Linked DNA regions of Macaca mulatta: region 1 is linked to region 2. A link is a contact called in public Hi-C data. All regions are on one chromosome and are shown on one strand. The core of a region is the stretch at or near the end of the contact, and the rest is flanking DNA. Distances in the headings are between cores, read along the strand shown. Region 1 holds the start of RPL22 (ribosomal protein L22). Region 2 holds the start of ICMT (isoprenylcysteine carboxyl methyltransferase).

Region 1 (2,942 bases), core at 415-2,914, 38 kb after region 2:
TGCAGTAAGCTATGATCACATCACTGCACTCCAGCCTGGGCGACAGAGCGAGACTCCGTCTCAAAAACAAAACAAAACAAAAAACAAAAAACACAAAACAACAACAAAAAAAGGGAAATAGTCCCTTGGGGGAGAGATTTAGGATTGTCAGTAGCCCTGAGGGCTTGCTTAGGGTCCATTATCAGCCAGGGTCCAGTCAAAAGACAACAATAGTTTTTAACTGAGATAATTTAATATAAAGGATTGTTACCTAGGTATAAAGATGTGTTTAGGTAACTGACGGGGTATAATACCAACAGTAGCAACTGCAGGAAGTAGCTGCCCCTCGTAGGGTGGTATTAGTAAAATGTAGATGCCTGAGGAGGGGGACGGGGAGGTGAAACCAGACATCTGAGGAGAGGGTGCTGCTTCGCTAGGGCTGGTGTCTCTGAGGAGAAGAAAACAAGGCTGATTCTGCACATGTTGGAGTAAGTGCAGACTGGATTCCACTGCTGCTTCCAAATGTTCCAACTGCCACCTCCAGGATCAAGAAGCAAGAGTGGGTGACACCAGACAGGATAGGAACAAGCAGGAAGCAAAGCCCCCTATTGATAGAGCCAAACCAGGATCAGCTGGAAAGCAGAAGTGTTTGCAGGGGCCCAGCCTGGGCATTGTAGAGCCAAAAACAACACGTGGCTTTGGAGCTTGGTCAACCGGCCCCAGAGGCCTGAGTTGAAAGCTAGACCCATCAGCACAGTGTCTCCTCCAGTGACTGGACTTTTGCTAGGTGAGTACACTGAAGCCAGGTAAAGAGAGTGGAGAGTGTGTGCCACTGAGTGATTGACAATTCAGGATCCTGGAATATAATTCCATGAGGACGCAGGGGGTGAGTGGGTGCAAAGTAGCCCAGTTCAAGGGACCTGCGGGCCTGGGGATGAGGACCTTTGCTTCTCCACATGCGGTCCATGGACTCACAGCATCAGCGTCGTCTGAGAGCTTGTGAGAAATGCAGAATTTCAGGCCACTGAGACCGCTGGAATTGGAATCTGCATTTTCCAGATCTCCCGGTGGTCCTCAACTACATATTGGTTTGGGATGGGAAACTAGAAGGCTTGGGCTAGGAAACTAGGGGGTGGTGATCAGCGGGTGGGCGGCTTGGCGGCAGCAAGAAGGACAGGCGCTGAGAGACAGCCCCTAGGCATGAACTTCCAAACTGGAGCTTTTTAAGTAGGAGGAAGCCATGGTGGTCTGGCATTGGGACCTCTGAACGAAATTTCCCTGTGGCCAGAAGGAATTTCCCCACTTCCTCAAGTTAGTAGATTCGATTCCCATCCCACTAGCTGGTAATTTACAGTATAGTGAATTTCCTTATTTCTTTTTTCTTCCCAAGACTTTCAAAAAGTAAAGCCAATCCCTTTATTTGTTTTTGGGCTCGTCCAGTCTGGCTTCCCCCCTACGATCATTCGCAGTGGGACAGCCCGCCCGGCCTCCTTCCTTCCCCCGAAACCCTCCAGGCCTGGGAGAGGACGCGTTTTGCATTCAGGGAAAACCAATCGCTCCCCTATCGTACATAACCAAGAGAGATGGTGGCGGACGAGGGGCGTGGTAAAGCGATTAGTGCGGCCTGGACCCTGCGTGCCTTGCGCGCTGCGGGCTCTTTGCGTCTGCGTAGTTCGCTCACCTCCCTTTCTAACTCCGCTGCGGCCATGGCTCCAGTGGTTAGTATGGCTCCGCGTGAGGCCTCGGCTCCAGGGGAGGCACGTGGGCCTCGCCGAGCCCGGCATCTACCCAGGCTTGCTGGGGACGGCGCCCTGCAGCGTCCTGCTGGGGTGGGCTGGCAGGTCGACCGGAGCGGGCCAGAGCCCCTGCCGATCCCAGCACGTTGTAGGCGGAGGAGGCCGCGGCCCGAGGCCCGTGAGGGAGATCCGGAGGTTTCGGAGGCCGGGGCTCGGGCTCGGGCCCCAGCTAGGGGCCAGCGGGGAGCTGGAGCCTGGAGACTGCGGGCTGGGCCGGCCACTGGTTCTTGGACCCCGGCCCGGGGCCTGATTACCTGGGTGGAGGGCGAGGAAGAAGAACGGGACCTGCTACCCTGGGGAGCCGCGCATTCGGAAGTGCACGGCCAAGACTCAGGGACGAATCCGCGGAAGGGCGGCTTGGTCGGCCTGCTTTCGGAGAGGAGGCCCGGATTTGAGGAGCTTTTTAGAGTCCCCAGAGGAAATTAGTTTATCAGGGCGCACTGCACAGACTCGAACGGGTGCTACGGGTGGTGTAGGGCGAAGGCTCTCATTCCATTCTCCTGTAGCTAGGCTGGGACTGGGCTGTGCGGCGCCCTCCTAGGTTATTTGAGAAAGTTGTTTTTCCATGTTCTATGTCCCAAGATCCTACTTTTTCTCTTTCGTTGGGACTCCCTGGTTAACATTTCCGGTTCTTCTGCTCTTTCTGTCTGGTTGGGCCTTTAAATGCATTTTGGTTTAAAACCTTGATGGAAAAGTATCAAGCCCATTGTGGGTAGGTCTCTTGATTGATTGTGTATGTTCGGAATAGATCTTAAAGCATCCCTCTTAGATTGTTACTGGGAAGAGACGTAAAAAAATAAATCAGTGATTTTTGTAGTGGCCAAATGTTTGAAAAGTTGATCCAGTTAACACAAGTTTTAGATGAAGTTCTTTTAAACATAAAGGAAGGAAGGTAAGATGTGTTCTTGGAAAGGTCTATTTAGTTCTGCAAAGCTTTTAAACGTGAAAGTACAGGTTGGTACGATGCACAAGTGCGTTAATGGTGTCAAGTTTGTAGAGGGATGAGATTAACACAAGCCTCTTCATAAGTGAAGAAACTGGAACCTTGTAGGATGTGCTTTGCCGGGTGGTTTGGAAGTACTAATGCATAGACTAAATGCATCAAAATGTCAGAAGTTCTTGACGGTAGTGTTGTAATAAGATTCTAGGTTTTAGCCTTAACCTTGT
Region 2 (2,700 bases), core at 152-2,651:
GTCAGGAGTTTGAAATCAGTCTGGCCAACATGGTGAAACCCCAGGCTGCCGCACTCCAGCCAGGTTGACAGAGTGAGACCTGTGCCTAAAAAAGAAAAAAAGGAAAAAAAAAAAAAAAGGTACATATATAATCGGCGTTATATCATTTTGGCTTATAGCTCGATCATTTTCCCAGGCTCAGATACCTGCCCTTTTCCCCCAAGTGAAGTCAGGATCACACCGAATAGCTTTGCCTCCTGCTATTTATAAACCTAATATAGACCGGGAGCAGTGGCTCACGCCTGTAATCTCAGCACTTTGGGAGGCCAAGGCGGGCAGATCACGAGGTCAGGAGATCAAGACCATCCTGGCTAACACGGTGAAACCCCGTCTCTACTAAAAATACAAATTAACCGGGCGGGGTGGCGGGCACCTGTAGTCCCAGTTACTCCGGAGGCTGAGACAGGTGAATGGCGTGAACCCGGGAGGAGGAGCTTGCAGTGAGCCGAGATTGCGCACTGCACTCCAGCCTGGGCAACAGAGCAAGACTCCATCTCAAAAAAACAAAAAACAAAAACCTAATATATCCTGAGCATTGCCATCACCGTCCAGCCTTGTTCCACAACAGGAATTTCAGCGGGCGGTGGTCCCGTCGCATGGATGCCCAGGTGCAGTTGTCCAGGCCGCTTTCTAGGGACCCTTAGAGGGAGGGAGGGAGATTGCCGCACTCGGCCGAACCCACGCCCCAAGGCGTCTGGTTTTCGGGGACCACGCAGGGACGGCGAGGGTGCGGCCGTTTCAAACTTTTTCTTTTTTTTGAGCTGGAGTGTCACTCTCACCCAGGCTGGAGTGCAGTGGCACAATCTCGGCTCACTGTAACCTCCGTCTCGCCGGTTCAAGCAATTATCCTGCCTCAGCCCCACCAAGTAGCTGGGATTAAAGGCGTGCGCCACCACGCCCAGCTAATTTGTGTATTTTTAGCAGAGACGGCGTTTCCCCATGTTGGCCAGGTTGGTCTCGAACTCCAAACTTCAAGTGATTCGCCCGCCTCAGGCTCCCAAAGTGCTGGGATTACAGGCGTGAGCCACTGCGCCCGGCTCGTTTCAAACTTTACATTGCTTCTTGGGACAAGAACCTCCTGAGTTTGGGACTAAGTTTGGGCAGAGGAAGGGAACGACTTCTCTCACCCCAGCCCGGCCCCAGCCCGGCACAGAGTCGGGCTCAGAGCCCGGATGTCCCCGAGGGGCGGGGCGGGGCGGGGCACTACCGCCAAATTCGGGCCACCAACGGGGTGGGCCCGAGTTCTCGCGAGAACTGGCAGGCGGCGCGCAGCTCCGGGCAGCTGCCCTTCCCGGGCCGGCGTCGGCGGCGCAGTGCGCAGGCGCGGCCGGCGCGTTTCCCCGGGCTACAGCCGTCGCCGCCGCCTGCTCGTCCGCCGCCCTGCGCCATGGCGGGCTGCGCGGCGCGGGCTCCGCCAGGCTCCGAGGCGCGTCTCAGCCTCGCTACCTTCCTGCTGGGCGCCTCGGTGCTCGCGCTGCCGCTCCTCACGCGCGCCGGCTTGCAGGGCCGCACCGGGTTGGCGCTCTACGTGGCCGGGCTCAACGCGCTGCTGCTGCTGCTCTATCGGCCGCCTCGCTACCAGGTGCAGGCCGGCGGGGGCCGGTGGGGCCTGTGGGGCGGGCGGGGGTCCGCTTGGCGCGGCGCGTGGGCACCTTTCTCCCCGGGCCCGCAGCAGCCTCCCACGCGCGCGCTCTTCACCCACGAGTTTAGGTCTCAGGAAGGGACCCTCCCTCTCCGGGCTCGGGCGCCCTGCACCCGAAGAGTGGGTGTTAAATTGCAGCTCGTGCAGCTCAGCTGGTGCGCGTGGGGTGGGAGTGAGCGAGCCCGCGAGTGCTTTTATGTAACTTAAGGTGCAGAGACCTACCTGCTGCCCTGTCTCAGGTCAAAGGCCCCGCAGTGACGTGGGTGGAGCTGGGCGCACGGGCTCGGGTGCCCAGACCTCATAAACTAGGCTTAAGCAGTTTTCCTACAGCCGTGAATAATCATCGTGAATAATAATAATAGTGGCAGCTAAAATTTAGGTAGCAGTTAGTCTTAAGTGTTTTACGTGTGTGATTCTAACCACAGTCCTAAATGGTAGGTACTGTTATCCCCTGGGTGTAGATGGGGAAGCAAGCCCAGAGAGGTTAAATAACTTGGGAGGCCACACAGCCAGAGAGAAGTGGGTGCAGAATTTGAACCCAGGTCGCCCACTTCTCCCTTTCAATCTCAGCAAATCGGCTCTATCTGCTTGCCTGTGGCCTGCCTATTCTGGGAAGGTCAGCAGCCCAGATCTGTACTCTGAGGACTGCGAGTGACTGAGCTGCTTTTGGTTCCTTTCAGATAGCCATCCGAGCTTGTTTCCTGGGGTTTGTGTTCGGCTGCGGCATGCTGCTAAGTTTTAGCCAGTCTTCTTGGAGTCACTTTGGCTGGTAAGAATTCCTTTTGGAATATTGGTTTTCAGGCGAGGGTGGACAGATCAGAGGGTCAGTAGTGGCATTTCCTCATCCCTGTCTCATCTGTGACCGGCAGAAGGCTGTTCAGGGTTCTCTGGAAACAAGTCTGGCTTCCCCCTAGTTGCTCACATTTCAGCCCTTGTGATTTCGTGCCTGTGGGTTGGTTGTGAATCAGGCAGAAGCAGATCTCCCTGGCACCCCCAAAGGCGCTGTCATCAGCAGCTGT

What was found. A called contact is a pair of places that touch in the nucleus more often than the background predicts.
Region 1: a Hi-C map of CD4 T cells shows a contact between it and region 2, with 3 times the contacts expected there. The contact joins the promoter of RPL22 here to the promoter of ICMT in region 2. A contact is called at or near these places in 3 of 14 Hi-C or Micro-C datasets (CD4 T cells, fetal cortical plate and liver).

The regions. Positions count from the first base shown.
Region 1 is chr1:234,594,004-234,596,945 of T2T-MMU8v2.0, forward strand. RPL22 (ribosomal protein L22) reads left to right here and starts at 1,665. Exons shown (of 4, transcript NM_001193564.1): 1 at 1,665-1,697. The coding sequence starts at 1,686. All of the region lies in intron 1 of CHD5 (chromodomain helicase DNA binding protein 5), which reads left to right.
Region 2 is chr1:234,556,578-234,559,277 of T2T-MMU8v2.0, forward strand. It overlaps ICMT (isoprenylcysteine carboxyl methyltransferase), which reads left to right and starts at 1,402. Exons shown (of 6, transcript XM_077978015.1): 1 at 1,402-1,621; 2 at 2,362-2,450. The coding sequence starts at 1,427. The region is part of intron 1 of CHD5 (chromodomain helicase DNA binding protein 5); the gene reads left to right. It also overlaps a transcript of RPL22 not described here.